Regions from separate parts of the Gossypium hirsutum genome. Here region 1 is linked to region 2. Evidence: chromatin contacts called from public Hi-C data. All regions are on one chromosome and are shown on one strand. The core of a region is the stretch at or near the end of the contact, and the rest is flanking DNA. Distances in the headings are between cores, read along the strand shown.

What was found. A called contact is a pair of places that touch in the nucleus more often than the background predicts.
Region 1: a Hi-C map of leaf shows a contact between it and region 2, with 4 times the contacts expected there. The contact joins the promoter of LOC107949645 here to the enhancer-like site in region 2. A contact is called at or near these places in 18 of 34 Hi-C or Micro-C datasets (anther, callus, hypocotyl and 3 more).

The regions. Positions count from the first base shown.
Region 1 is chrD03:43,114,264-43,119,449 of Gossypium_hirsutum_v2.1, forward strand. LOC107949645 (elongation factor Tu, chloroplastic) reads left to right here and starts at 2,286. Exons shown (of 1, transcript XM_016884377.2): 1 at 2,286-4,324. The coding sequence starts at 2,637. The coding sequence ends at 4,094.
Region 2 is chrD03:42,943,387-42,948,294 of Gossypium_hirsutum_v2.1, forward strand. It overlaps the pseudogene LOC107949652. Among protein-coding and RNA genes, the nearest start is that of LOC107949651, 4.2 kb to the right of the region's middle. Within about 2 kb of position 2,350, at least 6 of the 9 cell types and tissues checked have an H3K27ac peak or open chromatin away from gene starts, as enhancers often do. A contact at or near this core is called in leaf, where this site is marked.

The DNA.
Region 1 (5,186 bases), core at 1,036-3,535, 170 kb after region 2:
ATCAATGTAGATTGTTACAAAATGCGAAATAAAAGGGCTGTTGAAAGCAACGAAGAAGATTTAATTGGTGCTAATTTGGCCAATGACAAGGGTGATGATTTCTTGTTGGTGTCAACAAGTGAAAACTCTGAACTTACGTCCAAGTGGATCCTGGATTTGGGGTGTTCTTTCCACATGTGTTCCAATAAGGATTGGTTCTCTACATACAGTTCAATTGAAGGTGAAGTTGTGCGCATGGGGAATGGTTCACCCAATAAGGTAGCTAATATTGGTACTGTTCAGATCAGGATGTACGACGGGACATTTAGGACACTGTCAGATGTCAGGCATGTGTCTAACTTAAAGAAAAATCTCATCTCCTTGGGAATTTTATACTTGAAGAGTTGTAGAATTAACATCGAATCAAGCGACATTAAGGTATCCAGTGAGGCTCTCATTTTGATGAAAGGTAAAAAGATTGGCAGTCTTTATGTTTTAGAAGGATAATAGTGACCGATGAAATCGGACATCCTCGTCCGTTAAGGAGTCGAAGTCGACTCGTTTGAAGCGGAGACAACTTGGTCATAAGAGGAAAAAATGTATGATTATTTCGTATAAGAGAGGTTCTCTTTTGGATGCTGGTTTTGAAAAGATAGGGCACTGCATTCGTGAAAATTAGACTTGGGTCAGTTTTGAATTAGCAGTGCACAAGTCGAAAACTAAAAGACTTACAACTTCTAAGCATAGTTTTGACTTAGTTAATATCCTACATAGCTCGAGATAAGCCCGTGGTGGGTTTTGGAAAAAAAAAAGACATTGTGGAAATACGAGTCAATGTGGAGATTTGTGGAGTTATACCTCGTATTTTTTATTTTCTTCTCCCCGTTAAATTCTATTTTTAGTTCTCACTTAAACTCTAATTAGTGTAGGTTATTTTAATATTATTTGACCTACAAATTTAGCCAATAAATGGGCCATTTTTCCACCTTAGAAAAATAACCTATTACACATTTAGGTATTAGTTTTTATAAGTTTTCAGAGAATTTTGTGTTTACGTTTGAGGGTTCTTATTTCGGGTTTCGAGGTTTAGTTTTATTTTCATCTTTTGTACTCTTCATTTTTCCATTTTAGTGAAATTATATTTGCCCGTGATTTTTTATCCTCTTCGGAAGGGTTTTTTTCACCTAAATTATTTGTGTTTATTTTTTCAATTTCTTCATTATTTTACTTATTTGTTGCTTAAACCGGATTTATCCCCAGTAATTAAATATATATTAATATAAACAACATTTTATATTGATATGATAGAGATATCAGATCGATTCAAAATTTTACATGCATGACCAATACAAACATATTGTCAAATTCAAAGACTGGATTGATAAAATATTAATAATATAAAAAATTAAAAAAATATATAAAATCAGTTAAGTTTTACACTAATTTAATTGAATTTCTTTCCATATTTTTATATTTATATTATAAAATTTTGGACATACCCGTTTTTATCTACCGTTTATTTATATTTTTGGAAAATACATCTACTATTTATTAAAGATAAAGAAAGGGGGGATTTGTAGACCACTAAAGTTATAGGGGAAAGTTGAGAACCTGAATCAGAGACGTGGCACGATAAGGGCTGGGGTTGTCTTTGTAGGTTAGAGTGGGTTGTCTTATCATGGATCTTTCATGTCCTCAGACAATCTAAACCTTCAAGGAATATGTAAAAGACCATATTCCTGGCCCTGTTCTAAGCATTACCCCAACCCTAAACCTTCAAGGAAAACACTCCTTTGAACTATTTGATGGGTCCTTGTATTGAAGGACCTTAGAGTTCGAAGTCGGTAATTTAATGTTCTTTAGCATTTGGTTTAAATAATTGGATTAAATCGTAAATTTAGTTTAATATATAATTTTATATAAATTTTAATTTTATGTAATTTTATATATAATATTTTAATTTGATTCAATTCTCACAAATTATTAACACAATTATTGATAAAACATCATATTATGTTTATATATAACATATATATAAAATAATTTAATGTATTTATTTATTTAAATGTGTATAATTGAATCAAAATAAAATTTTTATTTATATATTTAAACCACATTCAAAGTTTCACGTATATAATCGTACCAAATCAAAATTTATGTATGATTTTGAGATTTGTCCTTATATAATTTTATCTCTTTAAATTCATAAAGGTTAAATTGGTAATTTTAACCAAATATGAACATTTGAGAGTGGAATCAGCACTATTATTTAGGTGTAACACTTGAATTTCATACAGTAGTATAGAACTTCAAGATAGGAAGCCCAATTTTTAGGCCTAAAGTAGTAATAGTGATTTGTGGGGGATGGGATGATGGGCCTGCTGGGCAGTAAGTGAGCATAGGAGGAGGAAATTTCAATAGTACCCCGAGAGAGCGAGGGAGGGAGCAGTGGATATGGCAGAGGAAGCAGAAGTGGATAAAACAACTCCTCATATTAGCCATTCTTTTTGGTCCGTCCATTTCACAAACCCTCATCCTCAAAGCCACAGAGGAATAAGATAACACAAACCCAAATCTCTTTTACCTTCTCTTCTTCATTTTCCAAAGCCAAAGGCCAAAACCCTCCTTTCCTCTCCTCTCCTCTCCTCTACAAGGAAATGGCAATTTCATCAACAGCGGCAGCCACTGCCGCTTCTTCTAAGCTTAGATACCCACACGCCTCCCCTTTCCCAACTCACTCCTCAACCACCACCTCTGCCTTTTTCTCCTCAATTCCCTCTAAACTAACCCCTACCCACCTCTCCTCTTCCTTCCTCCCTCCTTTCCTCACTACCGTCGCCACCACTTCCGTATTCCCTCGCCGTCGCGGTTCTTTCACCGTCAAAGCTGCCCGTGGCAAATTCGAACGCAAAAAGCCCCACGTCAACATCGGCACCATCGGCCATGTCGACCACGGCAAAACCACCTTAACTGCCGCTCTAACTATGGCCTTAGCCTCCATGGGTAACAGTGCCCCAAAAAAGTACGACGAAATTGATGCCGCCCCTGAAGAGCGTGCCCGTGGTATCACCATTAACACCGCCACCGTTGAATACGAAACCGAGAATCGCCATTACGCCCACGTCGACTGCCCAGGGCACGCTGATTATGTCAAAAACATGATTACCGGAGCTGCCCAAATGGACGGTGCTATCTTGGTTGTTTCCGGAGCCGACGGACCCATGCCCCAGACTAAAGAGCATATCTTGTTGGCTAAACAGGTCGGTGTCCCTAACGTGGTTGTGTTCTTGAACAAACAAGACCAGGTAGATGATGAAGAGCTTTTGCAATTAGTCGAATTGGAGGTGCGTGAATTGCTTTCTAGTTACGAATTTCCCGGTGATGATGTCCCTATTATTTCTGGCTCCGCACTTTTAGCTTTAGAAGCTTTGATGGCTAAGCCCAGTATTCCTAGGGGTGAAAACCAATGGGTGGATAAGATTTATGAACTTATGGATGCTGTTGATAGTTACATTCCTGTTCCTCAAAGACAAACAGATTTGCCTTTCTTGTTAGCTGTTGAGGATGTGTTTTCCATCACGGGTCGTGGTACTGTTGCCACTGGTCGTATCGAGAGAGGTACTGTTAAGGTTGGAGAGACTGTTGACATTGTTGGATTGAAGGATACAAGGAACGTCACAGTTACTGGTGTGGAAATGTTTCAAAAGACATTAGATGACGCCATGGCTGGTGATAATGTTGGGTTGTTACTTAGAGGTGTTCAAAAGGCCGATATTCAGAGAGGGATGGTTTTGGCTAAACCAGGGACAATCACTCCCCATACCAAGTTCAGCGCCATTGTCTATGTGTTGAAGAAGGAAGAGGGTGGCAGACATTCTCCCTTCTTCGCAGGTTATAGGCCTCAGTTCTACATGAGGACCACTGATGTCACTGGAAGGGTGGCTTCCATTATGAATGATAAGGATGAGGAGTCTAAGATGGTTATGCCTGGTGACCGTGTAAAGATGGTAGTTGAGCTTATCATGCCTGTGGCTTGTGAGCAAGGGATGCGGTTTGCTATCAGAGAAGGAGGGAAGACGGTTGGAGCCGGGGTTATTCAGTCTATTATTGAGTGATCTTAGGATACTTTGGCGTTGCAGGATATGTTATTTGCTGTTGCAGTGATGTCAAAGAACCTTCATATGCCAAATGTCAAGGTCATGCAATTAGTTTCGTCACCATTTATAGATCCTCTTTGATTCCAATGTCATATTTTGGAGTTTTGTATTTCTTTTGCTTCAGACTCATGTCTAATCTAGTTGGATTGGTAATATTCATGTCACAATTCGATATGATTTTATTTTCACTGTTGCTTTTGCTGTTATTGCTAATTCTTAATCATACCTTTTGCTTGCTCTAGAACATTTGATGTTCCTCCTATGGTTTACCTACCGTAGTCCCCTCGAGGAATTCATTTAATCTTCTAGGTTGTTCTTGTCTATTGTCCATGACAAGCATATATTCATATATACATGTTTTTCTTTTAGTCGGTGTTCAGCAAGCTTTGCTCCATCTCCAGCTTGGGGCATGTAGCAAAGTACATTATTCACATTCTTTCCGGCCATGATCTGTTACAATATTCACATTCTGGCAAAGATCTGTTTGTTTGTAAATTTTGTGGTTTTATGGATTAAAATGGATATACAAAGGCATAACAGGCTGATGGCATCAAAACACGGGTGGAGAATAAAGAAAAATAAATAAAACAAGACAAATCTCTGCTTAATTATGAAACAGAGTTTGTAACACTCGGTATACAGTGACTTCATATATGTATATATATAGTAAATTCTACTCTAGACCTTAATACAGGCATGCATTGCCTTTTGATGAATATATATGTTTATACTAAGCTCAGAAGATGTTGACATGACTACCTCTTGAACAAATGTTGCTCTCTGCCATTCGTTTGCATGTAGTCCCCTTCCAAATGAGAAAACCATAGAACCGAAAATGTCTGAACTTATACATCAGAAATTTAAAAAAAAAAAACCCCCCAAAGAATCGGAAATCAAAATTTGAGACTATCCTAGACTATCCTATACAGAAGCTGACAAGCTGAGAGCAAAATTTTCATTTTCGTTTTCATACATGAAGACAATGATTTGAGTTAAGATAAATCATGATTCTAGTAATGTTCAATAACCATCAAAGGAAGTTCTCGGCAT
Region 2 (4,908 bases), core at 1,100-3,599:
TATATTGTAAGTATGGAAGTTTGAGTTTAATCCCAAGTAATTTTATTTTTCTCTCCCAATTATTAAAATAATAATAATTTTGTGTTAATCTCAATATTACATTTTTTTAAAAAAAAACTGTTAACTTAAAACCCTTTAATTTTCATCGTTTTATCCTTAAACTCTAAGTTTATTCCCTTAATTGAAGTAATTATTTTTAAGTTACGATTCAACCATTTATAACTCATTCCTTTATTTGTCAAACTTAATTTATTTAAAATAAAAATAATTTAAATTTAATAATTAATTCATTTTGCATTTTACTTACATACAAAATTTTGAAATATTTTGCTTTCATCATAAAATACGATGTTGATTTTGACATCTTTTTACCTCTATGAATTATAGTAGGAAGAATAATATATTTTGTTTACAACCTACTCTCATATGATAACAATGACCTTTTATTATTAGTAGTAGTGGTGATAGTTGACAAAATTTAACATTTCTTCATTATATTACCTTAATTTTAATTAATTATATAAATGAGTTCTTCATTATTAATTGTTCGTCACTTCAAAATTTTCAACATTTTGTATATTATAATTATGACATTTTCATAATTAAATTTTACTCCCAATATGGTATAATAGCCATTTTCTATCATTATTTATAGTTATGGTAATTTAGTAAAATGTTTTTTAAATAATCTTACATTTTTTTCAATCAAATAATAAAGTCTTATTTCAAGCTAAATAAATCAAACAAAGTACTCTAATATACCCAATAATATACTAAGTATCTTACATTCAAATAATTTTATCGATAAAAATAATCTTACTTTCTATCAACTAAAATAAAATTCGTCAAACTTCAAGTAAAAATTTGAAATTATTAATCATTTTGAATCTTCAAATTTATTTTCATTATTTTGAGACAACTTAACATATTAATTCTTACCTAAATTATAAAATTTTTCTGAGATTGATACTTAAACTTTTTTTGTCACAAGTGATATCTAAACTACTATTTTTTCCAAGTTGGTACCTCCATTAGTCAAACCATTAAGTTTATTTAAAAAATGCTTAACCTACAAAATACTACTTAAATTATGTCATTATTTTTCATTTGTGTACCTAAACATTATTTTTCACAAGTGGTGACTAAATTTTTTTTCCAAGTTGGTATCTCTATTAATTCGATGGTTAGTCAAACCATTAAATCTATTTAACAAAAAAAGATAACCAATTAAAAAATGCCATGCCAAAAAAAAAGATAAAAAAAATATTATTTTTCTTTTTTCATCCTCTCTCATCTTGAGCTTCTTCTACAAATGTAAGCATTTAGAACTTCATGATTTTGATCAAGGTTTTAAAAACCAGATTGATGGTCAAAGCCGTCTAGCCACCAATTCCTAGTTTGATTGATTCGATCAAATAAATTATTAAAAATTTAAAAATAGTGAAAATTGGTTCAACACTTTTTCTAGCTCGGTTCAACTAGTTTGTATTGGTTTGCAAGTCAATTTGATCAACTCTTATCTTTAAATCAGTACCCTAGTTGATACCCGATGCAACTGGGCAGTTCAATTCTGAATAGACTAGTTTTGATCTATGAATGAATTATTTCTATTCCGTTAAGTCGAACAAGTAGGCGATGAAGTTCAAAAATAGAATTAATTGTCAGCGTCTCAATCTTAAGAGGGAGGGAAAATTTCGAGCATTGTTGGCTTTGCCAGATATTATAAAAGAAGAAGAAAGGGAAAAAAGACAATAGAAAAAAGGAAATAATAAAATAATAAAAAATATTTTTATATGATGAGGCAATTTATTATTGGTTGAAATTTTTTTAATAGATATAAAATAAATAATAAAAAATAAAATACTATTTATAAAGAAAAATTAAATATCAAATTAAAAAAGTGTAAATATTAATTTGTGGGTTAAGGTTTTTTTAAAAATAGATTTAAGAGATTCAGATTAAAAAAAGTAAATATAAAAAAATATTTTAAAAAAAAAAGTAATTTTATTATCTTTACAGACTTGCATATATAAAATGGATAGCTGCAAGACCCCACCTCCTCACCGTTTCCCATTCCTTTTCTTTCCCTCTTCCAAGTCGGTAGCTTTAGGTCAAGGATTTTATTTTATTTTTATTCAAAAGGACCTACCTGTATTTAATTTAATCCAATGTGAAGAGACGAGTAAAAGACTGAGAGCCTGAGCCTAGATCTTATTGACAAAACCACAAAAATAATAACACTTTTACTATATTCTTAAATCTTAATGGAGGTTGTGTCCTCATTGAGGCATTGGCTAGAGAATCCAGCATTACACGCGTTCAACTTAAAGCAAATTGCCGCGTGTCAGAACATATTGTCAGTCTAAGTTTATCTCCACCTTCACCTTCTATAAATATAAAACCCTGTCAGTCTCCTTTCTATAACCCCCTTCTCAAATTTCTAAAGCTATTGAAGAAGAATGGCAAGTCCCTCCATTACTTTTCTCTTGCTTTCGCTTCTATGCATTGTTTGCGAGGCCAGATCTCCAACTGCTGCAAGATCAGGTGCCTCAAATTTCATCAAGGCTTCATGTAGTGCCACCTAATATCCATCACTTTGCATCCAATCTCTCGCAGCTTTTGCCCCTTCAATCCAGCGGAGCCCACGCCAACTGGCTCAGACTGCCCTTTCGGTGAGCCTAGAGAGGACTAAGTCCACCCAGGCATTCGTCTCCAAAATGAAGAAATTCAGGGGACTTAAGAGGAGGGAATATGAAGCAATCAAAGATTGCATTGAGGAGATGAGTGAGAGCGTGCACAGGCTGAGCAAATCAGTACAAGAGCTCAAGTACATGGGTCAAGCCAAGGGTCAGGATTTCTTGTGGCACGTTAGCAATGTGGAGACCTGGGTTAGTGCTGCACTAACCGATGAGAACACTTGTGTTGATGGGTTCGCAGGAAGGGCTTTGGATGGTAAGATTAAGGCCTCCATCGGAGCTCGAGTCATTAATGTCGCTCAAGTCACCAGCAATGCTTTGTCATTGGTTAACCAGTTTGCCTCCAAGCAGTGATCAACCTAGCCGCTAGTTGCTCTTGCAGTAAAGTTGGAAAAAAAAAAGTGGTCCAGTTGTAGTCATGGTTTACTTTAGAGGGCTAGCTTTTGGTCAGTTTTGTCATGTGGTTTGGTCTTGAATCCCTTTTTTAAGTGTAAGAATATGAATATGAATATGAATGAAAGTTTTTATTGGCAACAAGATCGTGTTCTCATTGCTATAATGGACGGTGCTTAGACATTGAGCTCTGTTACCCTTTTTATTTTGCTAAATCATTAACTACCGTGATCTACTGTACAAGTGGCTTGGAATGTTGTCTTGGGGGGTGAGCTTGGAATTAAAGAATTTTAATGCTAATTGCCGTGATTTACGGATAGATCGAAAAATCCTATATAATTTTCAACATTACGGGCTTAGCTTAGGTATAACATTCAAAAACCAACACCTTATCTTATAATTATTTGAATTGAAAAACCTAACACCTTATTAAAATCTTATAAATAGCATTTTCACTAGGAAAACATATCATGTCTTCAAGTAAGAGGCCTTGCATATATTTCCTGCAATCTAAGTAGGAAGAGGTTTAGAGTTTATCGACTTTAAGGGTAAAGTTATCAATTCAAATTTGAAATCTTTAATGGGTTTCGGGTAAGACTAAGCTCAAATAATAGCTTTGGATAGAACAAAGTTAATTCCCAGGTCGAATTTAGACACATTAATCAACTTAACTCAATTTATTCATTTTCTTATGTAATATATTATATTAATATAATTTTATTTATTATATAATTTATATAAGTAACACCCTACATCCGACTCTACCGTCGGTCCGAGTGTGTGACGTCACATTACATTGTTGAAGCAATTTAAACTAATTCAATGTAATTCCACTAGGGTTAATTCACATTTATTAATAGCATAACAAATAAATCATTTAAGAAAATCATTCACATGCATTCATAAGGTTTGTGATCTTATTTCATCTAATTATTGGGTTATGTTAAGTCAAAATTGGAGTTAGGACACAAATCTAAACTCACTTGTTAAAATTCAAGGTTAAGGTTATGTCTCGAGATAGAGAATTCCATGTCTCGAGACAAGCTATAAATTATTTTGGAAAATTTAGCTTCGATGTTAACATGTCTCGGGACACTAAAGGATGTGTCTTGAAGCAATGTCCCTTATGTCTTGAGACCAACCTCCCCTATTTTTCTATTTTTGCTTCAATATTTGGATATGTCGAGACAAGGGCCTCTTGTCTCGAGACAAGATTGTTACGAGATTATCTTGAGACTAGCTTGGTGTGTCTTGAGACTACATACTCAAAATTGCACGACAAAGTAACATTTTGTTTTAACGATCTCAAGACAAGTTCTTTTTTGTCTCGAGACTTAATGATCAAATGACCAAAATTACACACTTTCAAGCATTCCAAACCTTATTAAAATTAAACCAAAACTTATCTTAAACTTACCTCAAAGCAATATCATTAATTCAACCTATTAAAACACATTCAATCACTACTCAAATATACCTTCCAACACATCAACACTAAACCAACTAACTTGTGCATTCAAGTTTATATAATCAAATATAAATCGATAAGAATCAAAAGATAAAGTTCAACCATATAAACATTGTGAGCCAAAACACCAAAGTACCAAAACCATACTAATTAGTAAGTGTTGGATCTAGTGATATAAGTGTAGCATATTTGTTTTGTATATTTTTTGAACAAATTGGTTTAATAAAAATATCCATTAATTACATTAATTCCCATATTGTCCTATATGGTTTTGCATGCAAAGCAAAATGGAAGCAAATATTGATTCATTGGTTATCTAACTTTTAACTACTATTAAAACAACTTATTCGT